Regions from separate parts of the Mus musculus genome. Here all the other regions are linked to region 5. Evidence: chromatin contacts called from public HiChIP or PLAC-seq data. All regions are on one chromosome and are shown on one strand. Each heading gives the region's core, a stretch centred on a gene start, on an enhancer-like site or on the middle of the called end of the contact. The rest is flanking DNA. Distances are from core to core; before and after follow the strand shown. Region 1 overlaps 1700112H15Rik (RIKEN cDNA 1700112H15 gene). Region 2 overlaps Gm39724 (a long non-coding RNA gene). Region 3 has its middle 49 kb from the start of Gm39724. Region 4 overlaps Gm34068 (predicted gene, 34068). Region 5 overlaps Dusp10 (dual specificity phosphatase 10). Region 6 overlaps Gm34068 (predicted gene, 34068).

Region 1 (4,852 bases), core at 1,177-3,676, 480 kb after region 5:
GCTTACAGAGGCCACAAAATCCATGTTATAACTCACGCCATTCCTGGCCTACAAACTCACTTGCTTGGAAGGAAACAGCTTTTTAGAACACAGAAAACTGGCTCTTTACTCTTCAAATTTATTTTGTTTTTTATTGACTTAAACTTGGAAGCCAGAAGAGGAGGAGGAGGAGGAGGGAGGAGGAAGAGGAGAAGAAGAAGAAGAAGAAGAAGAAGAAGAAGAAGAAGAAGAAGAAGAAGAAGAAGAAGAAGAAGAAGAAAAAGGAGGAGGATGGAGAGGAGGAGGAGAGGAAGAGGAGGAGGGGAGGCTGAGAAGCAGAGGCAGAACGTTTGGTGATGAGCATCTAAGCTGCACAGACTTTAGAGACCGTCTGGAGTGCCAGGATCAATGGAGGAATATGGCCGAAAGAAGAAAAATGAAAACACATTTAAAAACGAAAATATGTCTTGCAAGCAATCTCCTTACTGAGCCGAGGCCACAGCTTTATGACTTTCTCAGTAAGGACAGAAGTGTATTTTTTAATTCTCATTCCTTTGGGGCATTAGAGCCAAACCATAAAGCAGCAGGCTGTCAATCAGTCATAAAAAGCTTAACAGATGATGACACAGCTGACAGGAATATGATCTATAACCGCGTTTTTAAACCCTAAACTAATTCTTAATTCTCCAAACTCCCTATAACAAAAGGAGCCTTCTGGAAGTCAGGGAAGAGTTAACATCCCAGAAAGGCAAGGGACTACTCTGTGTTGGTTTCCAGATCCCAAACCCATCCAGGCTGAATATAACACAAAAAATCTGTGTCTGCGAAGCTCTTGTCCACCAGTTAATCAAAGCCCTGGAAACTCAAGGAAACCTGTGTTTATGGAAATCTGGCGTTTCTGTAAAGTTTTCAATGAGGGCTAAATAGAGCAGTTCATCTCATTTTGAAACTAATGGTTCCTGCCAAGTGGTTTTCCAATGCTCGGTTCTGGCTCGGTCAGCATTTAGGAATTCATTTATGAGTTGGGCTCTGGAATTCATATTTATGTCTGCAACTCACTCGTTTTCTCCTGATAGGTCTCTGAGAAGAGATTGTAATCAATTTACCAAGCCCAGACTTCAGGAAATTTTCGTATCCACAAAAGAAGCTCTGGTTTGGAGGTTTGTCCAGTGTCTGCACCCAGCCTTCCTCCCGTACGCATGCGCTTATTTGTGCCTTTTTCCCCAGCACATACTTCTCTCTATACAGCTTTACTGGGCACACTGGCATTAGCTTCCCTTGGTTCACTGGCCAGTGGTTTATAAAATGGCAGAGTATATATGTCTGGTTTGTCACCTTGGAAGGCTTCATGTTGTCTCTGGGAGGAAGTAGCAATTATTCATACATTTTGTATTTAAAGATTTACCTTCTCAATATTGTTTCAGGAAATTAGAATTTAGAGGTGTGTGTGTCTGTGTCTGTGTGTGTGTCTGTGTGTGTCTGTGTATATGTGTCTGTGTGTGTTATGTGTCTGTGTATGTCTGTGTGTGCCTGTGTGTCCTTGTGTGTGCCTGTATGTGTGTCTGTATGTGTGTGTCTGTGTGTGGTGTGTGTAGTGTGCCCATACCTATTTTCTTTTCAGTGTTATAATCCCACACTTTAGTATTTTGAAAACCAAACAGAAAGCTTTGAGCAGCTTTTCAATGTAACCATAAATTTACTTTTAAAAAAAAATCCCTTTGAAGAAGTCATCAAATAAATTAGCCAAGTTGGAAAAGCGCCTGTAGTTTGTGTTGGCTTTGGGTCTTAGGGAGCCCCCTTAATAAACAACATCCAGTGGACTCAGGCAGTAACAATGTAATTTCAATGATTAATCAAGTGTTAAAACTAGTTTAACCTCTCCTGTTTTACAAACTCTCCATCACCCTGACTAAACTAATAGAGGAATAAGACACCCATCTGGAAATCTCATCTGAAATATTAGATTGGGAATCTAAAATTCAGCCAAATAGTGTGGCTTGTAGGGATATCCTGTCGGATAATAAATTGCATTAATCTTACTTAAATTTTCCATCTAAATCATGTCCTGAAGCCGTATTACTATGAGGGAAAAAAAATGCCTTGCTTTAATGCATTGTGCTACTGAAAACGATATTAAAAGGAGGGGGGAGGGGAGAGCTTTCCTTTCTTGTTTTGACTCTGCTTGATTTTCCACCATAAAAAAGAAAAAAAAAAATAGCCCACATGAAATTTCAGGATTCTTCTAAACCAGCGGAGGCCCCCTTGAGCCACCATCAGCTCTGCCCGGACACCAACAGGAAATAATGGTAATCTCTTTCAGGAACTTTGAGGAACTTTTCCCCTAATTTATATGTTTCTTCCCTGTTGGTGAACTCTGAGTCATAGTGGCTCATAGCAATTTGGTCTTTGTTGTTGTTTCCTTTGTGTGTGTGAGTGTGTGTGTGCCCATGTGTCTGTGTGTTGTGGGAGTTGTGCTTTCTCACCTTCTCTTGACTTTCACACTTCCAGAACTGTAGCATACATCTTCCTAAAGATGTTCACTATGAATTTATTATTCCTTCTACTTTTAATAGAGAACAGTCATCTATGCCAACACATTTCGAGCACTTTCTTATAGCTACCAGAAGAAAAGGATCTCGCTGTGGCTTTCTCAGAGCTCTGAGGAAGAACTCGGCTGGCCCTGAAGCCCCTTGCGGTTCTGACCCACTGTCTGCCACTTACTGCCTGCTGTCAGTATGAAGAGCATTAGAAGGTGTTAGAATAATGTTGACTCAATGTGAAACCACAAGTCCTAGGAAATATTGACTCACCTCTGTTGCTTGGAAGGTGTCTGCTCTGTTAGAATTTACAGAGAGAGAAGGGTCCTGGGGCAAAGTCTACTACCATCATCCCCATGCCCTTGGAAATAGCTAAGAAGAGAGGGGTGTCACTCATCAGAAGATGAGTGTCCCATGGCCTCTTATGTCCATCCCTAGATTGATCCTCACAGCACCGTCTCTATGGTCACCTGTGGAGGAAGAAGTAGGAGTTACATAGTTTAACCCCTTGTCAGTGAGTACTGGTAAGGGGTAGTGTGACGACAAGAGCTGAGGTCTCCAGTCTACTGACAGCTCAAATGGCCAGTACGAGTATTAAGTAGATCTACTTCTAGGCTTCTGTAGATGTTCTAGGGGCCCCTTGAGTCCAGACTATCATACCCCCAAATGAGCTGTGAGCACTGTAAACTCAGCCACCAAAGCCACCGGGCTTGTGATTATTCTCTCCCTCCATCTCACAGTTCCTCCCTGTATTCAGAGCTCCTGAATCCTCAGAGGTTTACATGAGAAGCACATCTGGTATCCACCCCTCCTCTCGATTCTATTATGGTATCCTATCAAGTCCTCGGGGCCTCTCCTATGAAAAGACTCTTAACAGTTAGCAGCCATCGCCTTCACCTGACCCTTCCTCCTACTGGACGATCACTCTACAATCACAGTGTGTTGATTCCTCTGTTCCCACCTCCTCCAAAGCCCCCATCACCCACAGAAGCAATCCCTGCTGCAAACTTCCCAAACTTCCTTGCTGTATATGCAGACTTCCCTAAGGACTGAGTCTTATGGCTCCTTTTAGAGTCTACATGGCCTGCCACCCTGCACAAGGCTAGGTTGAACCCTGAGTTCTAGACTTCACCTGAAGTCCAGCATGTCTTCAAACATGTTGAAATGACCACTCTGCTTATCTCGGACTGGCCCAAGCATCTTCAATGCAGACCAGTTTCTACCCACCTTTGTCTACCAACATGTAACCAGTGTCCACTGACTCAGCCACTGATTCTGCTTCACACTTTCAGGTCTGATGTAAAACTCTTGGGTGAAGCTGAGACATTGCCAATCCCCCGTGAGGGGATTTTAGCTGGACTGCTTATTCTATGGTTTCATTTCCCTTGCCTTCCCACAACATGTTGTTCCTTCCTCCTTAACTTCTTATGTGAGCCTCACCAACTAAAGCGCACTGTTCAATCTTCTGAATACCCACTAATTCTTCCCTTTGCTAGTCTAGTGCTAATCTCCCACAATGCTTTTCACCTTAGCTCCGCCCCACCCCCAGTCCAGCCATTCCAGCCATTGCACAGCTCAACAATATTCTGCTTACTACATCTTTCAGGGTTTCTGACATTTGTTGGGTTGAATTAGACACTCACATACTTTAATGTCTGACTATATACTCTGTGAAGCAGGGACCGCCCCTTACCCCAGACACTCCTTGAAGTACAAGCTGACTCCATGAGTGGTTAAGGTAGGCTTTGGAAAATATTCTGTTGAATTCAGTCACTGGAAATGCCTTGGTCTGAAGGACAAAGCAGTGTCAGATATGAATGGTTTAAAACAGAAATATCATAGACCACCAACATGACAGAAGCCTTGCGCTCAGCTATCACATAGCCCTGCCAGCAGAGGCTTACTCAACGACCCACCGTCCATTACTTCTTTTCAACAAGCCACTCTCGTAACATTCTTTGAGGTTGTATGCCCCCACTGAAGTGAATAATGACATAGTTTATGGTAAAGGGTGAACTGAAAAACAGCAGTGTCATTATTGCTGTAAGTACCCACAAAAGTTGTCTATTATCACACACAGATGCAGCCGCAAACACACACTCATCACTAATAAACTCATTTATTTCCACATAAAGTTGCATAATGTTGCACAATCTAGTAGCAGGCTGAGAAATGTCAGCAGTTTAGACCAAGAAATTTGTCAACAAAACCAATACATTTCACCAGCTTCAGCAAACCGCAGTTTCAAAAATCATACCTTCCTCCCCTCTAAAAAAAAAAAAGGAAATTGTCACATGTCACCTTAAATAGAAAGCACGGTGCTCATGATGCCACAG
Region 2 (5,006 bases), core at 2,276-4,775, 400 kb before region 5:
GCTATGCCGGTGCCTGGCAAACACAGAAGTAGATGCTCACAGTCAGCTACTGGATGGAACACAGGTCCCCCAATGGAGGAGCTAGAGAAAGTACCCAAGGAGCTGAAGGGGTCTGCAACCCTATAGGTGGAACAACATTATGAACTAACCAGTACCCCCAGAGATTGTGTCTCTAGCTGCATATGTAGCAGAAGATGGTCTAGTTGGCCATCATTGGGAAGAGAGGCCCCTTGGTCTTGTGTCTTAGTCAGGGTTTCTATTCCTGGACAAAACATCATGACCAAGAAGCAAGTTGGGGAGGAAAGGGTTTATTCAGCTTACAATTCCATACTGCTGTTCATCACCAAGGAAGTCAGAACTGGAACTCAAGCAGGTCAGAAAGCAGGAGCTGATGCAGAAGCCATGGAGGGATGTTCTTTACTGGCTTGCTTCCCCTGGCTTGCTCAACATGCTCTCTTATAAACCCAAGACTACCAGCCCAGGGATGGTCCCACCCACAAAGGGCCTTTCCCCCTTGATCACTAATTGAGAAAATGCCTTACAGTTGGATCTCATGGAGGCATTTCCCCAACTGAAGCTCCTTTCTCTGTGATAACTCCAGCCTGGGTCAAGTTGACACACAAAACCAGCCAGTACAATCTTGCAAACTTTATCTCCAGTACAGGGGAAACACCAGGGCCAAGAAGTGGGAGTGGGTGGGTAAGGGAGCAAAGGGGGGGAGGGTATAGGGGACTTTCAGGATAGCATTTGAAATGTAAATGAAGTAAATACCTAATAAAAAAATTGGAAATAAAAAAGAAATGGTGCTCACTAAGACACCCTTGAAAGTCACGTGATCCTATTGTGAAAGTGCTTTTGTAAAATGGGTTTCTCTGCTGCTGGTGTTATCAAAATAAAACACAACATTCGGGCATCACCCGTGAGAAATGCCAAGAGAAAGCCTGCCCAGATGCGGACAAGCAGAGACCATAGCCACATTTCATGTTAACTCTAATAGTGTAGGTGTTTGTGCAGTATGGGGATTTGAACTCTCGTACACAGCTCTTTATTTTGTTTCAATGACAAATGGCACAAAGGTATGGGCAAGTCATGACTTATTCACCTGTATGTGCACTTTATGTGCACGTCTATTGAAAAGGTGTGTAGTGGCAGCCATTCTGTTCTTCCTGGCCATGATGGTCTATTCCCTGACCAACTGTGAGTCTGAATAAATCCTTCCCTCCTCGACTTGTTCCTTGTCAAGGGTGCTGTAGCAATGAGAAAAGTAACTAAATACAAAAGCACCAAGGTCCAGATGATTAAATATTTGAAACAACAAGCAAACTGGTTCTTTACCACTCTGGTAATATCACTGTCAGTTATAGTCCATGTCCAGGGGAGAGGTGAATTCAGGGATGCTGGGGGTGCAGGGTGGGGTGGGGGCGGGGCAAGGGCGGGGACGGGGGCACCATTCCCAGAAAGACTCCGAGATCTCGGCTTCTGGAAGGTCTGTCACACTCTCACCCTTGGTTCTACGCCTGTTTCCTACCTACAGTTGGTTCTCTAGTTCCCAGACTTGGGCTTCTCATTCTTTTATGACAGGAGTAAGAATACTTTCTAAAGCGACGTAAGTCACCATCATGGTCTTGTCAAATAGCCAGCCTAAGGAAGACCAGCCTAAACCCAAAAGGTGAAAAGATACAGTGTGCCTGAGGTGCCCCTTAAATGAGGTATTCCCTGACGTGTCTCCCAAAGCCACTTCTTCAGAGCTGCGGGTCCACAGGTTTCCATGTAGAGTCTCGCTTGCTTTCTGGCTTCTAACTCAGAACACAGCCTTTTCCCATTCCATCCCGTTGCAACCTTCTGGCTGAGGGTCCTTAGCCCCCCCTGGGTAGGAATCTTGTGTAGACAAGAAGCAGCTCTTCAAGTGCCCTCTCTGGATGTTCTCAGGGAGCAGCAGCAGTAGGCAGCCAGAAGTGGTAGCAAGTGGCGCCCTCTAGTGTTAGGTCCCCATATGGGCCTCTTGCGCATCAGCATTTAGGATCACAAGTGTTACAGATTTGCTGTAGGCCTTAGGCTCTTGGCACCCTTAGCCTTTGGCAGTGACCTATGATAGAACTCTGAGCCTGAGGTATGAGAGCCATGGCACTCTGGGAATCCGGAGATCATGCCATGCAGTTTCTCTTTTCTGGCTTTCTATTCCTCTTTACTCTCGGCTCTCTTGTCAGCAGTCCAGTTCTGCCAACCTTTATCCTACCCTGCCTTACTTCAATGGCTCAACTGCCTCTTCTTTAGCCGTCGGTCAGCTAAGCTGGCCTTGCTGTGTTTGCAGCTAGGGCACATTGTGACTTCATGTCTATTTCTGATGTCTACTTCCTGCCGTGATTGCTCCTGGGCTGTTTGGCCGACCACTTGGCTCCTTCCATAACCCAGTTAGACTGGAGTAACTTGGGAGTAACAAACTCTACCAGGACTGACTGGGGCACCTGATCAGGCAGGCCCCTTGGGAGCTGGGAACCTGCTGTGTCTTCAGCTGAGATGCAGCTGGCTGCCATGTTGCTTTCACGGCTGCCATGCCAGCTCCCTGGCTTTCTGGGTCACTTCTCTTCTGATGTTGCCACCATACTCAGCCATCTTTCTTCTTGTTACCAGCTCAGCCCACGCTACTGGAAGTAAGCAAGAGAAAAGCATCCTAGAGATTCATTAGGCTAAAGCTTTAACACCAAGGCAGGCAGCAGCAGTGAGTGTCTCCTAGCGAAATAACCAACCGGGCATTAGCAATCTGCTTATATAGCCCAGGAAAGAGTTTTGAACTGATTACAGCCACTCTGGACCAGTCACAGCTGGTTTTTACCTATCACAGATGTTTGTTTGAGTTGATCACAGCCTGGCTTCTGAACATCAGTGACAGTCACTGAGGTTTGCGTTTTAGATCCATCCCAGCCTTCTTTCTTAGCCCTGTCATAGCAGTTCATCAGCTAGACTGTCGGAGGAGGCGTTCCCCTCTCTGCTCAGGGTAGGCTAGAGTTCATAGGTGGTCATGATATCAAAGGCCAGGAATAAACTATTTCAAATAGTCCCTGCTGAGGCTGTGCCTTCGAGAATCACACAGTAGGCTAGGCTCATGTGTTCTCGACTTAATGTGGAGAGTGTTCAAGATGGCGCGGGCTGGCAGAAAGGTAGTCTGGCCAGCTGAGGAATGATAATCCTGTTGTTCAAGGCAGTCAAGGTCTGCAAAGAAGAGGCCAACAGATGCCTTCCCCACACTTTGCTACTCATAGGAAAATGAACATGCCGTTGGCCCAAGTAGTGTCTTTGATCAATTTTAGCTGGACTTTCTGGGTGGTGTCCAATCATCCCATGTTCTGTCTCAGAGAGGTAGATGCTTACTGCGCGTTCCTGGTATAGAGTCAGGGTTGACCTGGCCAGTTATTGACCGAAACTTCCACTCCAGTGAATTGTCTAGTGAGTCACTTCCTCTCTGCATTGTTAATTGTCTATGACAAGAGCTAGAATGTGTAAAAGGGACCTGTGTCCTACAGTGACATCAGTGCTAACCATATCCGTGTCACCTGAACACTACTAGGAATGCTAGTTACCCAGGCAGAGCCTGGGTCTACAGATCAGAAACAAGAGTGTCCCTGACACCTAGTGTTTGAAGGGTTTATTGTTCTACTATCAACAGGAAATAGATCCATTGAAGGCTGGCCTCAGGGAAATGTATTTCTGTCATGGATATCTATAGGAGGCTAGGAAGGGTCAGGGGTACAGAGAGCTCCTCAGGGCCTTGGCGATAGTGGATGAGCCGTCCTTGCACTGAGCTGTGTCTCTCTGAAGTTCAGACTTGCTTATTTGATCTGACCTTGGAACTTTGACCGTTGGGAGCAGCATCTGGATTTTCTTTGCAGACAAATACGTTTACTTTTCTGTAAGTTAATTTGTTTGAAGTGAGGAGAGGGCACGACAGAAGCTTCTGTAGAACCTAGAGTGCCACGTGAGAGGGATGGACCACTGCCATGTGAGAGTGACAGGCCACTGAGGGCCACAAGTGTGACCCTGAGTGGGCTTAAGACAGGCTCCCTCCTGGGAATCCTTGCCCTTCTCACTGAGTGGCCAGGCTGCTGCAGGAGGTAAGCTCAGATCAGAGCAGGCTTTCTCAGAAGGTGGTGGCATTGTCCCCAAATAGCTGGGGATTCCTCAGTGCCCCGTGCCTGACTCAGGGTCAGACATGAACTCATCACATTGTATTTGTCTGTTCATCTTACACCTCAACTAGATTGATTTCCTTCTGCTAGGGACTGTGCTTGCTCTGCCTCTATCTATCTATCTATCTATCTATCTATCTATCTATCTATCTATCTATCTATCCATAATCTATCATTTATCTATCCATCTATGTATTTATGTATCCATCCTCTATCTATCTATCTATCTATCTATCTATCTATCTATCTATCCATAATCTATCATCTATCCATCTATGTATTTATGTATCTATGTATCCATCCTCTATCTATCCATAATCTATCTATCTATCTATCTATCTATCTATCTATCTATCTATCTATCTATCTATCTATAAATAATCTACCCATAATCTATCATCTATCTATCCATCTATGTATTTATGTATCTATGTATCCATCCTCTATCCATCTATTATCTATCTATCTATCTATCTATCTATCTATCTATCTATAAATAATCTACCCATAATCTATCATCTATCTATCCATCTATGTATTTATGTATCTATGTATCCATCCTCTATCCATCTATTATCTATCTATCTATCTATCTATCTATCTATCTGTCATCTATCTACCTATCTCTCTCTATATCTCTCTATCTCTTTCTTTCTATCTCTCTCTCTATCCATAATCTATCTATGTATACACCATCTATCTATCTATCTATCTATCTATCTATCTATCTATCTATCTACCACCTATCTATCCATCCATGTATTTATGTATCCATCCTCTATCCATCTATTTATTATCTGTCTATCCATAATCTATGTATCT
Region 3 (4,907 bases), core at 1,309-3,808, 380 kb before region 5:
TTTCTTTCTTGCTCTATTCCTTATATTATCATCTTAAATTTTAAAAATATTGGCTCTGTGATTTTTGTTTTATTAGATTCACATTCATTTGACTTTAAGTCACCCATGTGGTTTGGGGAGGTAATTGTCTCCATTTGATTGGCTTTGCCATAATTCTACTGGGGCTTTCATCTTTCTTCTGGGGGTTTCCCCTCCACATCGTTGGGCATATGAAAATACTACCTTAGATGTTTCATAGGTATTTTAAGATAGGTTTGTGGGGGAGGGCATTTCATTTAGCTGATTTCAGCTATCTAATTAATTCATCAGAAATGAGGCCGAATGAGAGGGAGGCCCCATAGACCCAGGCGCACTGAGAAACAGATTAGGTTAATTCCTAGCAGAGCCAGAACACACTCGGGTTAGGGGAACAGAAGCTTTTGTGTGTGTGTGTGTGTGTGTGTGTTATATGTACATGTGTGTGTTTGTGTGTTATATGTACATGTGTGTGTGTATGTGTGTTATATGTACGTGTGTGTGTATGTGTGTTATATGTACATGTGTGTGTTTGTGTGTGTTATATGTACATGTGTGTGTATGTGTGTTATATGTACGTGTGTGTGTATGTGTGTTATATGTACGTGTGTGTATGTGTGTTATATGTACATGTGTGTGTATGTGTGTTATATGTACATGTATGTGTTTGTGTGTGTTATATGTACATGTGTGTGTGTGTATGTGTGTTATATGTACCTGTGTGTGTATGTATGTTATATGTACGTGTGTGTGTGTTTGTTTGTGTGTGTGTGTTATATGTGTGTGGGAATACTTACATGGCCTCCTTGTAGAGGCTAGAGGACAGTGTGTCAGGTGTCTTCTTCTGATACCTCTCACTCTATTCCTTTTGAGACAGGCTCTTCCACTTAACTTGGCTGGGAGTCTGCGAGATTCACTGATTTTCTTATTTCTGCCCCTGATACTGCTGGGGTTGTAGGTATGTATGGCTGTGACCAACTCTTTACCTGAGTGCTGGGGATTTGAACTCATGTTCTCATGCTTGTACACCGATAGCTCTTACTCACTAGGCACCTTCCCTCCCTCACCAGTGATTTAATACAACTACGCATTTATCTTTCTCTTTGTTAGTAAGTGGTGATAGAAGATCTGACTTATATATTTAAACATAGATGGTCTAGTGTTTTACAAATAAGGACACCTCACTTGAGTTTTAAACTTTCCTTGAGGAATGGTGGGACAAGTGGATGCTCACAGTCAGCTATTGGATGGATCACAGGGCCCCCAATGGAGGAGCTAGAGAAAGTATCTAAGGAGCTAAAGAGATCTGCAACCCTGTAGGTGCAACAACATTATGAACTAACCAGTACCCCAGAGCTCTTGACTCTAGCTGCATATGTATCAAAAGATGGCCTAGTCGGCCATCACTGGAAAGAGAGGCCCATTGGACACACAAACTTTATATGCCCCAGTACAGGGGAATGCCAGGGCCAAAATATGGGAATGAGTGGGTAGGGAAGTGGGGGGGGGGGAGGGTATGGGGGACTTTTGGGATAGCATTGGAAATGTAATTGAGGAAAATACGTAATAAAAAAAAAAACCAAAAAAAAAAAAAAAAACCAAAAAAAACATCAACATGTCACAACCTAGAAGCACGTGGGAAGGGAGCCTGAAGGAGAAATTGCCTTGATCAGATTGGCCCGTGGGCATGTCTCTGGGGGGTTATCTTGATTGCTTTGGTTAGCAAAGTTTGGGAAGGAACACCCTAAGTGGAGGTGGCATCATTTATAGGCTGGACTGTACAAGTAAAGAAAGCTAGCTGAATAGAGCAAGCTGGCAGTGTGACTGTGTCTAGTTTTCCCTGGTCTTTGCCGTATATATGACATGACTGGCTATCTCAAGCTCCTGCCTCCCTAACTTCAATGATAAACAGTAACCTGAAGTTGTAAGACACAAATCTTCCCTATTTGTCAGGGTGCTTCATCCCAGTCACAGTGACAGTGAGACAGAGCTGTGTTTTAGGTCTCCTGAGTTTCCTATTTTTTCTTTTAGTGAACAAATAGTTTTTTTTTTTTTTTTTTTTGAGTGTTTGGTTTTGCCTCAATTTTCTTATTTTGAGGGAGGGAAAGGCGATGAAGGATGGGTAGTTGTACTATCACTCTATGAACACAAATGGAGGTTTATGCCCACACAGGAGAATGTTGGAGTCAGGGACCATTAAACTTTCTTCGGGCTCAGATGGGAATCCTGGAATATGTTTGAATATAAAACCGAAGCCAGTGAACTCCGAGGGGAGACATGATCCTGGGGTTGGGGCTGGAGACAGTTTGAACAGAGGGACAGTTTGAAGAGGCGAGTTTGCCTAAAATCTGTCATGAGAATTTAAGCCATGGATGATGGGAAATTGTGGAGAGAAGGATTGGTTGTTGTGTGAACTTATGCAATCAACGTGAGGGCGCGCACACTTCGTCTGGCTCCAGGCCAGCAGCTCTCTGAGGAGCACTGTCAGGATTAATCAGAGTTTGCATGGAAACTGCAAAACTGAGAAACCCCTGCGAGTGCCAAATGTTATCAGCTTGCATCACAGCTTAAGTATTTGGTGGTGTGGTGTGAGGAGGAGCCACTTGCAGGAAATCTTAACGTTTTTTCTAGCGCTCTCTCGCACCCAACTTCGTTTTGATTTCACTGGAGCTTGGTGACTCGGGATTCTTCCTGGCTGTCTTTCTACTTACCTCCTAAGCGTGACAATGCCTGTGCTACATTCCTGTGGTTTGTGTTCTTACTTGTAATTTCAAATTAAAGCTATTTTATACATGGGAAGAGTAAACAGAACTGCAGTGCAGGCCTCAGAAACGATCTTAACTGGGATTGACAGACAAAACTGTTTCCTTTAGAAGAGATCTGCTTTCCCACCTTACCCTCATGCAGTGTCCTGTAGAGAGTCTGGGGTTATAGAAACATCTGCACAAAAAGTGGTCCCATCCCAAAGTGCAGATTCCCTTCATGCCACCAACTTGCCATTGTTGTAACCCCCAAATTAATGATACTAGAGAGACTTGAGTGTGTGTACAGTTTGCCTCTGTGTTCCCTGCCACCACCACCACCATCCCACCCCTGCAGCAAGCCTACTCCTCCTTGGCCCCTCCCCTATTGTTAGAATGGCACTACCCATCAAACTCCCCCTAAATGAAGACATTTTGAGGGGACAGCTTGAGACATCCTCCCCGCCTTTTTGTCTCCAACACTCTTGATAAACAGCCGAACTCTTCAGGGTGCTTGTCCTTGAGACCTTAGAAAAATCACAAGCTCAAGGGAAATCAGAGGTCAGGTCAGAGACAGTTATGACTGGCTATGAAGTTAGTCCCTGAACAGACACCCATTAACCCCCTCCCACTTCTGTACCTTTCCACCAAATGATTACAGCCCTTTACTCCCCTTTTCTGTGAACATTCATAACTATACCGTATATAAACCCAGTGTTTTCTGAACTCAGGGTTGCTTGCCAGCATTCACTCAGTGAGTTCGAGGCAGGCAATCCGAGTTCCAATGTGGAACAATAAAAGACTCTTTTGGGAGTTGCAGTGGACTTTGCAATTCTTGGACTTGTCTGGGTTTCCCGTGGACTCCGGACACAATGCCATCGGTCCTGGTTTGAAAACCACTTTCTCCCAGCTGTAGTAGACACATGCAAAGCCAGGCCTAGGTGCTAGTGAGGCAAATGGAAGGTGGAAGATCTCTTTGTTCTAAGTGAAAGAGGATAGATGTATAATAGAAAGATAAAATGAAAATCAAGGCTCATCACAGAGTAATAGGGACTCCATTTTGGACTCCCAGGCGAAGGTCCGCTCTGTCACAGCAGCTTTGATAATGATGGATAATCTTTAGCACTGAAATGCTGTCAGTCATTGGCTATAGAGAAAAAGCTGTCTTCCTGCTGGTGTCTATTGTCCACTTCTGGAGAATGTATTAAGTGTCCTTTTTAAAAAATTTTTTTAAAATTTTAATTTTAATTTTTTTGCTTCTGTGTATATTCTATAGTCTTTCATTTGTTTATACTTTATGCTGGTGTGGTGGTTTGAATAGGTATGGCCCCCACAGACTCACGTGCTTGAATGCTTGGTTCATTTTTTTAATCGATTCTATGAATGCAAGCATTATTATTAATGTACCTTCTTCCATAGACATAAATCCCAACAGACCCCTGCCCCAACAAGGAAGTTGAAAAGTCAGAAATCCTGTGACATTGCATCTCTGCTTTGGTACCCAGAAGAGAGCTTGAGACTCTTCAAGGCTTCCAACGCTTCGGGGAGTCCAGGGTCATTCTGAGAGCACTCCTCGGAGTTCTTCTGCCTGGTGGTCCTTCTTGTTGTACAGTAGTGACGACAGCGTGTTATCCAACCCTTGTAGCCCTTCAAAAACTGCCTGTGCCTCATCTCTCTTTGACGCTGCTTGAAGAACCAGTAGCTGATGACTTCTTTGGGCAGTTTGAGTTCCTCAGCCAAGGCCTGCAGAATTGCCTCCTTAGGGAACCAGTCTATCTGGAAGTACTTTCTTAGCTTCTGGAACTGCTCATAGGTGAACATAGAGATTATTCTATTCACGCCAGACAGACTCTGAATTGTCTTCATCTCAGTTTCTTCCATCATCACGGCAGCTCATGTGAGTTCCCTCCTTCAAGGAGTGGCACTATTAGAAGGTGTGGCCTTGTTGGAGGAAGTGTGTCACTGTGGAGGCAGGCTTTGACATCTCCTATGCTCAAGCTATGCCCAGTGTGTCACATAGTCTCCTTCTGCTGCCTGCAGATCAAGATGTAGAACTCTCAGCTCCTTCTCCAGCACTGTTTCTGCCTAGATGGTGCCATGTTTCCTGCCATGAATGTAATGAAGTAAAGGTCAGAATCTATAAACCATCCC
Region 4 (4,637 bases), core at 285-2,784, 300 kb before region 5:
AAGTGGCTTGAGTCATGGACCTCACAGGCTCTGGTTCTCCAGTGATCTGGGAGCACACAGGAAAGACCTTGAGGAAATCTTGCCACTAAACTTATTAATACCTTGAGCACTTTAAAAGATTGGGGGCAGGGAGGCAACTTTCATTTCAAACCTTAGCCTCTATCCTGAGAAGATGATAGGATTCATGAGTGTTATAATGATACCCTTTCCTGAAGTAGTTAAATGGCTTCCGGTCTTGTCAGTTGTTGATATTCACTTCTCTGGGAATTTTAAGCCTTTGACAACAACCTATCATGTACTAACACAGAACATACTAAAATGTTTTTTCTAAATATCTTTCTCATGTTGAATTATACTCTGAGGTATGTGTATATGTGTGCACACAAGTGAAGATGTAAGATGTGTCTATGTGTAAGCTTGTTTCATATGTGGTATTTTGGACAATGTGTATGCTAAGTGTGTATAAATGAACAGGACGGATATGGTTGAGCTTGTCCAAGTTGAGATATGCATATCTGTGGTCAAAGTATTTTATGCCATGTTGGAAGAAGTCACCCAATAAAATATTAGACAGATACAATGTCATCTCTATTTAAATTAAGACACCTTATGCATGGGATGTGGTGGTAAGTTGACTCTCTAGGCGACTGAAGAGGTTAGCCCTGATATATAGCAATTGCCAATAGCCATGGTGTAAATGCTTTCACCGCAGATAACTTCAAATTGTCAGTATGATATCACTAAGTATGGAGATCAGGGTTGGCTCATATGTGTCAGTAGGAACCTGACTAAACATGTAATTAACCACTATGAAGTCAAGTGTATAATGACATCAATAATTCTCACTTTTTGGAGGCTTTGAGAATATTTTCACACACACACACACACACACACACACACACACACACACGTGTGTGTTCCTTTCTCATGTATGACCACCAGGGAAACGCTGGTGTAATATGAATGAAGAGACTGTGTCTTTTAAGGAATAAAACATGAGACATATATAAGCACTGTTAAACCAGAATAAACTAGGACAGACTTCAACCATGGGTTAATATTGGACAAAGAACACACAAAGGAGGCTGCTTAAAAGGGTGGTTAGCTGGCCTAGCAAGGAAAACAGCCAGAAGAGATAGCCAAGGATATTAAAGACATAATTTTTCCTATGTCATAAATCTGCTATGGGTATGGGCTGCTCATAGATCATAGAACTTGCCATGCAGGGTTCATGTTCCATTACCCACTCTAATGGAGGAAAGCCGAACAGTGAAACTCATAACAATGTTCGGCTCTGAAAGGAACATGCAATTGGATCTGAAGAGAAGGTTGGTCTTCTTGTCCCATGGGTGGCTTACCTGCTTTCTCGGGAGTGTTGAGAACACACCCATGACAAAGCATCTTGTTAGGAATCAAGAGAAACCATGGGCCAAGTTCAATCCCCTTTGTGTGCTTGAGTGTAGGGTTACTGCGGGGTAGTTAGCTCCCCATGAGAACGTTGGCAGTCTCACTCAAGAATCAGTTCTAAGTTTGAGGTGGTGACTCAGTGGGTGATGTATTTGCTGTACAAACATGGGGGTGTGAATTCATATTCCCAGCATCCATGGAGAAGCTGAAGCTTGGCATGGTGGCACATGTCTGCAAATGAACTGGGGAGGGGACAGGCAGATCCTGTGGCTCAGGTTCAATGAGAGGCCATGTCTCAAGAAAATAAGATGGAAAAAATTAGAAGAAACCATGTAAGCTGACTTCTGTCCTCCATATGTGAAATTATGAACACACACACACACAAACACTCACAGACACACATATGCACAGGCACACACAGGCATGCACACATGTACACAACACAAATTCCTTTTTTTTTTTGAGACAGGGTTTCTCTGTGTAGCCCTGGCTGTCCTGGAACTCACTCTGTAGACCAGGCTGGCCTTGAACTCAGAAATCCGCCTGCCTCTGCCTCCCAAGTGCTGGGATTAAAGGCATGCACCACCACTGCCAGGCCACACATGAGTTCTAATGAAAGGTTTGAAATAAATCTTGTCTTAGAAATAAAAACGTCTTTTTCTAAGAAAAACATATTTAATTCATTTGTAGGGTTTAGAGGTTCTCTCCCCTACCCCCAACCCTGTGTGTGTGTGTGCACGCGCACACACGCACACGCGCACAGGTGTACAGCTTCAGTTGCTGCTGACTATAAGAGAAATCAATATCTGGCCACTGGCAGTTGTGGACTGTTACAGCTTGGTGACAGCTGATATATTGGTACTTGGCAATGAGAAGAAAGGCTGGTATGCATGCTATCAATTTTTAGAGCTTATTTTATCTATGCCAATACCAGTGACCCAACATTCCATTTATCATTCTTGCTCGTGGAAGAAACAGTTGATAAAGGACAATAACTTTTAGCCTATATAATTCATATACTTTTCCATGTACCAGTTGTGGGATAGAGAAATAGAAATATAAAGTTCTCTTGGAGGTTGGGTGTATGGGACATACTTGGCGATGCATTTCTGTTGGAAGAGGACTTGCCTACCATACACAAAGCCACAGGTCCAGTCCCTAAGCAGTGCATAAACTGGGTGTGGGCCCACACTTGTAATCCTAGCACTTGGGGGACAGAGGCAGAAAGACCAGAAGATCAGGGTTATTCTTCAGCTACACAGTGAGCTTGAGAGACATTGCCCAGCTTGACATACAGGAGATTGTTTCCAAAGGAAAGAAATCCTTTAGTTCCGAGGCCTGAGCTCCCAAAAGCCTAAGCAGTGAGTGGCTTCAGCTTTTCCTTCCGTGTGTGGCATCTACTTGTTCATGTTTGCCTGCCTTCAACACCACTTCTGGGCTGTATTACCTCACCAAGAGATGAATGCACCGCTATCTTTCTTGGTAATGAGAATAATCTTGATATCTAGTACCCCAAAGCAGGGTGCTGTTCACACTTGGCTGAGGGTTGCTTCTACCTTATTCTAATCCACAGAGATCCCTGTGATACTAGAAACCAAGGCTTGGAGTGGCTGAGCCATGACCCTGAACCTCCCCAGATTAAGTAAGGGTGACCCTTTGTTTGCTCTGTCTCCAAACAAAGCCCACTTGCTGCAAAGACGCACAGGCACACCCAGTGCGTTGTGCTTTTAGTATCTCCTTGTTCTGATATAATGTATGCATAACAGCCAGAAAGATCACCCCACTGACCCTCTCTTTCCTGGGAGACCTCCTGACAGACCCACCCCAAACACTTTGACCGTTTACTTCTAAAAACCCTGAGAACTCAGCTACATGCTAAACTAGCCCAGATCACAGGTTTCTCTCTGCATCAAGTGCCATCTTCTTTAATGCACAGCAAGCATGTGATCAGTTACTTGCCCTATCTATTTTCATGGACATCTATGTGGTTTTTTGTTCCCGAGGTAATAGGTCTTAACATCAAGAAGAAAACTGCTAGGCAGAAAAACCAGGCAAGTGGTGACGCCTAAAGATGTTGTCTCTTCCTTTACCTTTGAGATAACAAATGAACTCATTCTTCAAGGCTTATCTCAAATTACACAACTCTTTTCATATCATCTATCTAGCTATGTTCTATCAACCATCCATATATGTATCTATAATCTTATCTATCTATCTATCTATCTATCTATCTATCTACCCATCCATCCATCCATCCATCCATCCATCCATCCATCCATCTATCTACCCATATTTCTATCATCAATCAGTTAATCATCTATTGGTAGTAGCTAAGCCTCTTCTAGGAGTGGTGTGGGAGTGTAATGCAGACAGCTGTCCTTATGGCAAGGCCTGAGGAGTTGGGTTCCCACATGGCAAGGACCTGTGGGGAAGATTGTGCAGAATCTCCTGGCCTTTCCTGAGGGAATGCTGGGATCGCTTTTGCCTTGCATTTGGGTTTTTGGCTTTGCTATTAGAAGATTTTACTTTCACTCTGTCTGTGACAGACATTTTCCCAGGATCAGAAAAAGAAAGCTGGGGCCGTCATTTATTCTTGTTTGTCTTCGAGAATCATGGGAGTGGAACAAAGCACTGCCCCTCTGTTTGTTAATGGTGGTGATGTGGTTATGTCAACATGAGGGGCCCGGTCCGGGTACGTCAGCTAATGCCCAGATGTTCTCATTTGCCCACCAACCTGTTCCAAACAACAGCTCGATGATTATCAAGAGGTTAGAGAGGTCTTGCTGGATCATTGGTTCCAAGACTTAATAGGAACATTTGGCAGTGAGCCAAGCAACGATGAGGAACTGACTCAGGTTACTAAGCTGCAGAGAGCCCTGGGCGTGACAGGAATTAGATCTCCTGATTAGGATATGGAGAGATACTAGGCACCAATGATTAAATCAGTATTTCCTGGGTACGTAGTCCATCACCTCTCTGTACTGTAACCACAGTTGATACCAGCACGGTCACTTGGTTATGGACCAGTGTGCTGGGTTATATATTAACTGCTTCTTAAAGCTGTGTTTCCTCTTACTTGATACAGTTCATGGGTTAGCAGGAGACTGAGGGAACTGGGGAGGAGGAGAAGGAAAAGGGAGGGAAAATTGCAGTGTGCACATTATTGTTGTTAAACGTAGGATGTTCTTCAAAGAGATTGTACGTGAGAAAATGAGAAAATGAATGTAAAA
Region 5 (4,812 bases), core at 578-3,077:
TGGGTATCCTAAGTTTCTGGGCTAATATCCACTTATCAGTGAGTACATATTGTGTGAGTTCCTTTGTGATTGGGTTACCTCACTCAGGATGATGCCCTCCAGGTCCATCCATTTGGCTAGGAATTTCATAAATTCATTCTTTTTAATAGCTGAGTAGTACTCCATTGTGTAAATGTACCACATCTTCTGTATCCATTCCTCTGTTGAGGGGCATCTGGGTTCTTTCCAGCTTCTGGCTATTATAAATAAGGCTGCTATGAACATAGTGGAGCATGTGTCCTTCTTACTGGTTGGAACATCTTCTGGATATATGCCCAGAAGAGGTATTGCGGGATCCTCTGGTAGTACTATGTCCAATTTTCTGAGGAACCGTCAGACTGATTTCCAGAGTGGTTGTACAAGCTTGCAATCCCACCAACAATGGAGGAGTGTTCCTCTTTTTCCACATCCTCTGGACTCCATTTTTTAGCAATAATAAAAAACTAAGGATGACATTGATGATTTCGGATAGTGGCAGATGTTCTGATATGTGGTCAAGGAGTTAGCTGAGAGAATACTCATAATATCAGGAAGAGCCCTTCTGGGAGACCACAGTCACTGAGCCCTGCGTGCTGTCTGCTCTGCAATGGTTAGGATAGGATGGAATGTGGCCCTCAAGTGTCTATGTTTTGGAAACGATGTTTTCCCGACATGGTGATACTGCAAAGTTTGATACCTCATAGGAGGTCAACTTGTCACTGTCCCTGGTAGAGCATGAGACTGGTTTTGTGGAAACCTGACAGCAGAGTTGTTATTTAAAAAAAAAATGATGAGAAAAGAAGTGGGTAGTCCAGCCCAGCTGTTACCCTGGTTTTCTGTCCCCCCTATTTCCCATCCCAGCTGTGATGCCACCTGTCATGATGTGACACAGCCAAGGTGACCTTCACCAAAGTTAGCACCATACTGTAAGAGCTTTAGTCTCTGAAACTAGGAAGTAAACAAATCTGTCTTTGTATCCCGCCTCAATTACTTTGTAATGGGAACGGAAACAGATTCCTGCACCCTCCCCATATAGAATAATCCTGTGGAGGTTTCTTCTACTCCTTGAATAGTTCCTCAGCTGACAGCAGCAGCATGTCCTAACATTTCACTTGGAAATCATGTAAGATTCTCCCAGGCCAAAGGCTCAAATGCAGCAGAACTCCCAACTCCTGGTACTGGTTGCAAGTCCCAGGGTGTCACTGCACTTCTGACCAACTAGCTGGCAATAAAAGTTCTAGAACTCATTCTCTAGATTTGATTAATTTGCCATGACAGCTCACAGAAATTGGAGAAACATTTAGTGAATTTGCTTAATATAAAGGATATTATAAAGCGTGCACATGAACAGGCAGACAGCAGAGCCATGTAAGACGATGTGCAGGTCTTGTGTCATATGTAGGCATGCTATCCCTCCAGTCACTTCCACATGGCCCAGCCATCTGGAAACTCACCAAACCTTGTTCTTTTGAGTTTCTATGGTGTTTTCATTAAGTCTGAATGATTGATGACATTTTTGGCCATAGGTGAGCAATTCACTTTCATCTTCTCTAGATCAAGATTGAGGGCTAGAGCCGAAATTCCCTAGCCTCTAACCCTGCTTTCTACTTTCTGGTATCACTTCCATCTGGAAGGTGTTAAGGGCTCCCAGACTGCCACTCACCTTGTTGGCATACAAACAGTCACTCTTATCTCTTTGGAGATTGCCAGGGTCATCTGGGTGTGCGTTGCTTAGTATCACAGTATCACACTGAGGGAATGACTTGAAAGAGTGGTTAAACACAGAGAGCCTTGGAATAGATCATTGATGTCTCACACCTTACCAACGGACTGTTCTTGCTGTGACTCACCTCTGTCTGCTTTGTGTTGTAGTAGGGCTTTGTTGAGCTTAAGGAGTGCTCGAGGGGTGGGGTCAGGAGGGAAGAATGAAAGAATTAACCAATGAGCTTGCATCCAAGAGGTTGGCAATAAATGTCATAAGCAAGAAGCCGAGTCCCTTTAGTGTGGAAAGAAGAGCTACTCTGTGATTCCCTGCCCTCAGGAGGTCTTCCCCCCGCTGTACCATGTTGGATATGGCCTTCAGGGAATGTGCCTAGGAAGTCCGACGGTGCCAGAGGTGGAGTGCAAACAGGGTCAGGTTTCTGTTCTTCCCTCCTGGGCTGCAGGGATGGTTACTGGGATGGTTCTCCAGTAACCTTGAGCTTATGTTTATAATCTATGATCCCACTCCAGACCAGCAGGCTGTATTGGTTGGACCATAATGTGGTCTACCAGATGGGGACACCTCAGCTTTTGACCCGTTACTATATCCTGGCACTACAACAACCACCTCCAGAGGTTTCCAGACCCTTTCTCCTATCTCTTCGTGGGAATGGAGACCATGCCTGGTTTCAGTTTGACCTTGCAGAGCTCAGCCATTGCGGGTGATTTGACTTTGGCATGTGGCTGCAGAGGCAGCTCCTGCCTTCCCTTCCAGGCAGTTGATGGTTAATATACTTATCGTTGCTAACTATTCTTGCCAAATATAGACTTATAGCTCTGACTTACAGAAGTCAGAAGTAGAAGCTGTTGCGATATATTTTTTGCGGACTGAAAACATTGGCTAAAGAAAGCATTCCAAATTGTGATAGGAGCAGTGGCGCTTCTCCCATCTCGCTTCCTGAATTCCCCAGGCCAAAGCCCTTTGACCTGCAGATCATTACAAAATCCATGGCTGTAAACGCTGTTGTTTGAGTGTGGGGTTTCCTTCAAAACAAGTTGAGTGGCTTACGGATTTGACTGGCCAGTTCTGTTCATCACCATTAGGCATGGGTCCCAACCCCAGTCTCCATTGTAACCCTCGTCTTTTCCTCCCCTCTCCTGACCATAGATGACTTTTTTGTTTGTTTGTTTGTTTTTTTGTTTTTTTTTTTTTTGTTTTTGAGACAGGGTTTTTCTGTATAGCCCTGGCTGTCCTGGAACTCACTTTGTAGACCAGACTGGCCTCGAACTCAGAAATCCGACTGCCTCTGCCTTCCAAGTGCTGGGATTAAAGGTGTCACCACCGCCCGGCCCATAGATGACTTCTGATGACTTTCTCTGAATATAATTTCCAGTGGGAATGCTTCATGGTAGAAGAATGTAGTCTTTTGAAGCTTGCCCTTGATGTTTCTAGAGATTTATTGGATTTTACTTAAATCCCATTGGGAAACATATTTTCGCTGTGAAGTTGTGATGTGTTTAATTTGGGGTATAAGATAAATATGGTCCTGGGGTGGAGGGATACATGGATAGTGAAGTAAGTTTTTCTTTTGTGCCATGCGCTGGTTTAATGAGTAGCTTTATCTGTTTGCTTAGCTATGTTTGATTATTTAGGCTTCTTCTGCCTGAAAAGTAAAGAATATTTGCCCTGCCTTCAGAGAATTAAATGAGCAGCATAGAGTATGTGGCTCACTCTTGGGAAAAATATGACTTTGTTTAATAGCACTACACTATTAACATTCTTCCTCTTCAGCTTTGCAGTGCCATCTCAGTGTGTCCCCCCATCCCTTCCCCTCTTGATTAACCAGAGAATGTAGGGTTTCCCAAACACACAAAAGGTCTCCAAGGAAAACAGTTCTTGGCTCAGAAAGATACCTCAGGGTGAGCTTGAGCCAGGTCTTGTCCATAATGAGGTTGAGGGATTCTTCTGAGAAAGGATAACTTTTGTGAGTGCTGCCGGCGAAGAGAAGGTTCTACATGCTTGCTTCTTATGGCTTGCCTGGTGGGTTAGGCAGCCTCCCACCCCCACTACCATCTCAACCTTGGACCATATCTGGCTTGACTATAAGGTAATGATATCCTTAGGTTGGCTCTCAGGAGCCTTGTCTTAGGTAGCCCACAAGTTCTGGCATGACTCTTGAATAGCAGATATTCTAATATACAGACACTTATATGGAGAGAGTTAAACTGAGAAATAAAATGTAAAGTGGCTCTATATTAGCTTGCTTGGGTTACGTATTAGTCAGTTTTCTGTTGTGATAACAAAAGTCAGTGCTGGATACTTTATAAAGAAAATATTGGTTGCTTTCGTGGTTTTAGAAGTCAGGAGTGTGAGATCCAGTGCCTCTCTCTGTTGGGCCTCTGGTGAGGGCTTTGCCATGGATTACGTGGATAATATTTCAGCTGTGGAAGTATGTGCCAAAGAGATCAGATGTCAAGAGTGGAATCCAGAGACACTCAGGGCCTAGACCTGCTCTCATTGGTACTCACATGGGTCATATAAGAAATGTGTTCACCCCTTCCAAGCCCAGCACCTGTTGACCTTACGATCTCCCACTATGCCCCACCTGTTAAAGGTTCTAACATCTGTCAACATCACCACCCTACAAGGCTCTTAGTATTTGAACTTTTGATTCCTTGCTCAAAGAACATCCAAACCACAGCACGTTGCTATAACAAAACACCCCAGGCTGGGTAACTTAAGCAACAGGAACTAGCTCTCCCACAGCTAAAGGGCCCAAACTGTAAGACTTGTAAGATTGGAGTAGCCAGAACGTAACTGTCCTTTTACCTTCTCTCACCCGCTCCTTCACCCAACCTATTTCTTGTTGTTTGTGCGGATGGCAGGCACGCACATGTCACAATATAATGTCCATGTCAGAATAGGGGAAAGGGGTGAAGCAGGAGGCAGAAGCCAGCTGCAGGTGCATGGGAAGGAGCCCGGGGCTGCTCCCCCTTGGAATCACACTGATTTGTGCAAAGCCTAAGCCGGTTCCTGGCACGGGACTCAAAGATCTTACAGTTTGAATCCGGTTCACATAAAAGTCATAAGCA
Region 6 (4,894 bases), core at 2,191-4,690, 270 kb before region 5:
TCCCACTCATCCCTCAACCACTTGTCTCATGGTTGTCTCATGTCACAAGCCAGGGTAGAAAACAACTCAGAGATGCTGTGTTTTAAAAAGCTAAGACATGCTTCTGACTCCCATCATGAGCCTAATGCAATTAACTCTGGATTTTGTTCTATTTTATGTTCCTTGAAGACTCTAGCTGACTGAAGAGACACTACCTATAGCCTTCCTAGACTTTGTGGCCAGGATAAAAAAGATCTCTTAAGGGTCTGATTACATCCATGAATGGTTTGGCTTAGTATGATCACGTGACTCTTCCATATACATTCCATTGGTTGGAAGTGGCCACATCGTTCCATCAAAATCCTAAGAAGGTTGAACTCCATATCCCTGGAAGTCAGAAATCTGAGGTCATTCCGTGAATGTTCCAAGACTACCATGACTGGGTATAAAACTGCCCTTGCTCTGAGTATGAGCCTACCTATCACCTTCTTGTCTCTGAGGGTCCATCCCCATGGTGATAGTCTGTAACTCCAGACCCAGTTCCTGACTGTACCCACTACAGGTTCATGAAAAACTTAGAGCAGAAGTAGCAGAAGAAAATCCCTGAAGAAGGAGCTGTGTCTTGTTCTCAATATCCTAGAGGCAAGGGAGAATCTCCCTGTATTTAGGCAGGCCTGTGCTGAAGGATAAAAACATTTGTTGAAAATCTGACTTGGATAAGGAAAATACCCATTTACATTTGAGGAGTTCATAATTTTGTTGTACATATATGCACACAAATACACATACACATATGTATGCACACATATGTATGCAAACATATGCACACACATGCTCACATGTGCATATATATGCACACACATGCACACATGTCCATACATATGCATACACATGCACACACATGCACATGTGCACACAAAACAGTTCTACATGGCATTTTTCAACACATTATGGACTTATAATAGTCTAAGTAGCAAAGTAAGGCCCTTTAGGAACCTGTGTCAGTGACAAACTATTGACACAGCCATTGTGGTTTCTCATTGTTATTGTCAACCACAGCACCAGATGCTTGTGTTACACACCTGAAGTCCCTACAGTGTAGGAAGTGGAGACAGGCGATCAGGAACTTAGGGCTGTTCTTGGCTATGCAGTATGCCTGAGACCAGACAGAGGATACCTGAGACCCTATCTCAAAGCCAAACAAGCAAACAGACTGCTAAAATGAAAGCTGAGACAAGGAACCTGACTTTGCAAATGTCATTTTCATGAGGTAATTTCACGAATTTCATTAGAGTTCCTTGAATCCCTAAATTAGATGGACTCTTAGAACACTGTAACACAGTGAAGAACAGAATGGTCCTGACAAGATCTCACAGCCTTGGGAGTCTGAAGGCCACCTTCTTGTATCCTCAGCTCTCCTCACATTCTTGGTCAGAATCCTTTTGCTTTTGTCTGAGACATTGGCTCGACATACAAAAAGAAATTTCTACTTAATGTTTTGTAACTGGACATCTTGGGTATACTTTAGGCAGACATATTTCCTTTTATCACTTTTCATACTTGGTGAGGAGCTGAAAGGACAGAAAAACAAGACCCTTGGGAAACATGTGAAGAGGTGGCATTTCCTAAGGGGGAATTTAACTGAGGACACTCTGGATCCTCAATTCTTACTAACCCAAATCCATTTAACGAAACTGAGGTTTGGAGTGTTCTAGTTCACAGCAAATTTGAGCTCAACTTATGCAAATCTGAAAATATCCTTCTTATCTAATGAATCTCAGGATGTATTTGTGGCCAAGTTACCACACACAGAAACCAAAGGCTCAAGTAATTCTGGGTGCTGAGCCAAAAGCCCACTACCCAGTGGCTCCTCAACACAGAAAATTGTGATTTAATGTTGGGATTAATTTAACATGGTCCATGACGTTGGGATAATGAGTCTTGCATTGAACAGTGAAACTCACTAGTACAAGCAATAGGACTCAGTTCTGTACAGCCACCGACATGCTTTGTTTTCTTCAAAACCCACTGCTTGGGAGGGAGCTGCTTGCTTCACTAATGTTATTCTTACTGAACACATTTTTGAACTGTTCTGCTGGGCATAGAGTAAACACAATCTTTTGAGTATTCTCCACAATACTAACTCAATTCCACTGCTTGATGGGGGATGTGATTTGGAGGAGTAGCAGGTGATTGTAAGGGCTATATAAGATTGCAGCTAGGTGTCATTTCTTTTTCTTTTGGAATAGCTAGGATCAATTTAGATTCACTCAAATGAAGGAAAGCTAAGGGGACAATTGAACAGCACAACACTGCTTACAAGTCTGGACTCTACTTCATGGGGTTGGATCATCCCAGCAATTGTGCACTAGAGGAAATGTGGAGTGGCAGAGCACCCTCTCCCCAGATACTTCTCTAAAGGGGTTGGCATGCTGATGGGTCATGTCCCTGGTGCAAGAGTCAGTGCATGCTAAGATAGTTAACAAGTAGTGGCGCTCCCTTAATTTCCCTTGGAGCAGGCAGGAAGGTCAAGGATCAAGGTGAGAAACCCTAGTAATCTCATTTGTTTGTTTGTTTGTTTGTTTGTTTGTCTCTCTTGCTATTCCTACCATTGGACCAGTCTTGCTTTGTCCTTGATCCACAACTGTTCTTGAGGAAGTTACTTTGAATTACATCCAGATCTGACAACAGCAGACCAAAGAAACCTTGTTCCATCCAGGTTCATATTAGTGAACAATGAGTTTATTAGAATTACCTACCAGGGTGACTCTGATCTCAGTACTGGTGATGACTCGTGGAAGCTATACCACTGGTATCTTCCATGCAACTTACAGGCAGGGCTACCCCCAAAGCTTCTGATTGTCTTAGCAATTACTTACTGATTTTTGGTAAGGGGCTTTAAGGGTCTTGTGAATTTTGAGTTTCCCAGATCTTGTAAACTTGTGAGTTCCCAGATCCTCTGACCCTTTTCCTCTCTCTAGGAGGGGATGTTTCAACCTATAGAAAATAGGTACATGATATTACTACATGGCATTGACAGAGTCAGCACATCTGGAATAAAGCTTTCAGCTTAAAACAGGAAAGAAGGATGGTGAGGGTCTGTTCTCATCAGGACTTCTGCCTTGACACATGGCCAATCCACCTTACCAGAGTGCTCCTGAATGACTCCAAGGCATAGGCTATGCTTACAGAGTGTTTCTTTGTCAGAAGGCATAGCTTCCTCAGGAAGGCTAAAAAGCTGATGTTTATTCTCCTCCTTACAGCCTTCTGGTCACACCCTCCTTGCTGGTAGTGTTATGTCCTCTACTTAACAGAAGTGGAGATCATCACTTAGAAAGGTAAAGTATCTCACCCCAGATTTTGTTCTGAGGGTTTTCAAGCCAGGGTTAGATTAGGGTCTGCCAACAGTTGTGTACTGAAAATGACTTGCACTTGGGAGTCAACAAATGTCATTGTCTCTTTCCAACCCAGTGCAGAGTGTTGAAATTGTGAAATGAGTCATGATGGGAGTATTCACACCATGGTAATGAACATGAGTCGCAAACCAGAGCTTCTGTACCCACACTGGAGAATTAAACATTAACATAATAACAAAACAGACAAAAACCCAGTTATGTGACTTTAATGTCCACATTCTTTTCATTGTCCCATGTTTCTTTGAAAGGGCTTGAAAGAGTTTGGTTTATACAAATTGGATCATTTGGATTGCATGTATTATTTATAAGACTAGACACTTGTCTTACTGTGGGCTGCATTCTAACACTAACCAGTCAAAAGAGGAAACGCATAGTACAGAACACTCTTTTGTAATCAGGCTCTACTTGACATTCTCTCTCTCTCTCTCTCTCTCTCTCTCTCTGTATATATATATATATATATATATATATATATATATATATATATATATATCCTACAGAAGTAAAGAGGGAGCATGTCTGGATGATTGAATATTCCCAATTCACACTGCGTTAATGTAGGGCTTTGGGCATCAATTTTACATGCATAGAGCAAAAGAACCCATCCATGCACAGTCATGGAGTCTAGAGAGATACCATGAGGTCAATTTTTGAATCAAGTCACTACTTACAAGTCTCAGTGCAAGTTCTTTAACTTTTCTATGCTTCAGTTTCTACATCTGTCATACAATTGTATTATCCTTGAAGTAAAGAATAGGAAGAGATGGTAAATATATTAAAGACATGTAACTTTGCAGTTTTATTAACAACACAGTAAATACTCAGCGAACAGTGGCTTTTAAATGTGGATTTGTAACAACCTAAACCCACCTGTGCCTGAAAACTACATGCTAATATATCCTGGTATTTAATAACATATTTATTTATCTCACTGAACCATATCTGAATTCTAGGACAATGTGACATTTGTGCTGGGTATAGTAAGAAGGGAAAAGAAGGAAATTCTGAAGCTCAGTTCAAATTGCAATAGTCGGCCAGGCTTATGCATAGTCCTTGAGTTTTCACCTTCATTTCTCCCCTCTCTAAAGTAGAACTAAGTAATATCATTTAGCTTATATATTGCCAGACTTAACTGTGACTTCTAGGAACATGCTTGAAATGTATCTTTATAGATAACTCAGTTTTTATCATGGCTAAAAACATCAGCAGATATTTTATTACTGCTGGGATGGAGTTTTAGAAGTCTGAAGTTTTGATCTACACACTCTAGAGATAAACATATTTTTTTTTAAGTCAACTGGGCTGGGAGGAGAGTGTTAAATATTGAAGTTGGGAAGAATCTAAGGAAGCCTTCCTGACCTGAGGAAGAGATGGTTGGAGGCTAGCAGACTCACTCCAAAAGAAACAAAAGAGAATGCTGATAAGGGGTTATATTATAAAACAAGGGAAGAAAAGCAACTTGAACCCATGGAATCTAGACAGGGGCCAAGTGATGTAAG

What was found. HiChIP or PLAC-seq counts read pairs in DNA pulled down with a chosen protein or histone mark.
Region 1: a FOXA1 HiChIP or PLAC-seq map of pancreatic cancer cells shows a contact between it and region 5. The contact joins two enhancer-like sites. A contact is called at or near these places in 1 of 484 Hi-C or Micro-C datasets (Th1 cells), 1 of 115 datasets of contacts at active chromatin or transcription factors (pancreatic cancer cells) and 2 of 9 other capture datasets (embryonic tail and embryonic trunk).
Region 2: a contact with region 5 is called in a FOXA1 HiChIP or PLAC-seq map of pancreatic cancer cells. The contact joins two enhancer-like sites. A contact is called at or near these places in 1 of 484 Hi-C or Micro-C datasets (B cells), 5 of 115 datasets of contacts at active chromatin or transcription factors (SST interneurons, astrocytes, a beta-TC-6 cell line and 2 more) and 2 of 9 other capture datasets (embryonic tail and embryonic trunk).
Region 3: a FOXA1 HiChIP or PLAC-seq map of pancreatic cancer cells shows a contact between it and region 5. The contact joins two enhancer-like sites. A contact is called at or near these places in 1 of 15 datasets of contacts at CTCF or cohesin (the NIH/3T3 cell line), 1 of 484 Hi-C or Micro-C datasets (pancreatic cancer cells), 5 of 115 datasets of contacts at active chromatin or transcription factors (the NIH/3T3 cell line, astrocytes, fibro-adipogenic progenitors and 2 more) and 1 of 9 other capture datasets (embryonic trunk).
Region 4: a contact with region 5 is called in a FOXA1 HiChIP or PLAC-seq map of pancreatic cancer cells. The contact joins two enhancer-like sites. A contact is called at or near these places in 1 of 484 Hi-C or Micro-C datasets (pancreatic cancer cells), 4 of 115 datasets of contacts at active chromatin or transcription factors (bone marrow-derived macrophages, double positive thymocytes, pancreatic cancer cells and 1 more) and 1 of 9 other capture datasets (embryonic trunk).
Region 6: a contact with region 5 is called in a FOXA1 HiChIP or PLAC-seq map of pancreatic cancer cells. The contact joins two enhancer-like sites. A contact is called at or near these places in 6 of 115 datasets of contacts at active chromatin or transcription factors (astrocytes, bone marrow-derived macrophages, double positive thymocytes and 2 more) and 2 of 9 other capture datasets (embryonic tail and embryonic trunk).

The regions. Positions count from the first base shown.
Region 1 is chr1:184,531,920-184,536,771 of GRCm38.p6, forward strand. The region is part of intron 2 of 1700112H15Rik (RIKEN cDNA 1700112H15 gene); the gene reads right to left. Among named protein-coding and RNA genes, the nearest start is that of 1700112H15Rik, 23 kb to the right of the region's middle. Within about 2 kb of position 2,427, at least 44 of the 459 cell types and tissues checked have an H3K27ac peak or open chromatin away from gene starts, as enhancers often do. A contact at or near this core is called in pancreatic cancer cells, where this site is marked.
Region 2 is chr1:183,655,281-183,660,286 of GRCm38.p6, forward strand. The region is part of intron 2 of Gm39724 (a long non-coding RNA gene); the gene reads left to right. Among named protein-coding and RNA genes, the nearest start is that of Gm39724, 26 kb to the left of the region's middle. Within about 2 kb of position 3,526, at least 8 of the 459 cell types and tissues checked have an H3K27ac peak or open chromatin away from gene starts, as enhancers often do. A contact at or near this core is called in pancreatic cancer cells, where this site is marked.
Region 3 is chr1:183,677,558-183,682,464 of GRCm38.p6, forward strand. No RefSeq gene overlaps it. Among named protein-coding and RNA genes, the nearest start is that of Gm39724, 49 kb to the left of the region's middle. Within about 2 kb of position 2,559, at least 51 of the 459 cell types and tissues checked have an H3K27ac peak or open chromatin away from gene starts, as enhancers often do. A contact at or near this core is called in pancreatic cancer cells, where this site is marked.
Region 4 is chr1:183,760,262-183,764,898 of GRCm38.p6, forward strand. The region is part of intron 1 of Gm34068 (predicted gene, 34068); the gene reads left to right. Among named protein-coding and RNA genes, the nearest start is that of Gm34068, 14 kb to the left of the region's middle. Within about 2 kb of position 1,535, at least 5 of the 459 cell types and tissues checked have an H3K27ac peak or open chromatin away from gene starts, as enhancers often do. A contact at or near this core is called in pancreatic cancer cells, where this site is marked.
Region 5 is chr1:184,055,739-184,060,550 of GRCm38.p6, forward strand. The region is part of intron 2 of Dusp10 (dual specificity phosphatase 10); the gene reads left to right. Among named protein-coding and RNA genes, the nearest start is that of Dusp10, 24 kb to the left of the region's middle. Within about 2 kb of position 1,828, at least 22 of the 459 cell types and tissues checked have an H3K27ac peak or open chromatin away from gene starts, as enhancers often do. A contact at or near this core is called in pancreatic cancer cells, where this site is marked.
Region 6 is chr1:183,785,476-183,790,369 of GRCm38.p6, forward strand. The region is part of intron 2 of Gm34068 (predicted gene, 34068); the gene reads left to right. Among named protein-coding and RNA genes, the nearest start is that of Gm34068, 39 kb to the left of the region's middle. Within about 2 kb of position 3,441, at least 19 of the 459 cell types and tissues checked have an H3K27ac peak or open chromatin away from gene starts, as enhancers often do. A contact at or near this core is called in pancreatic cancer cells, where this site is marked.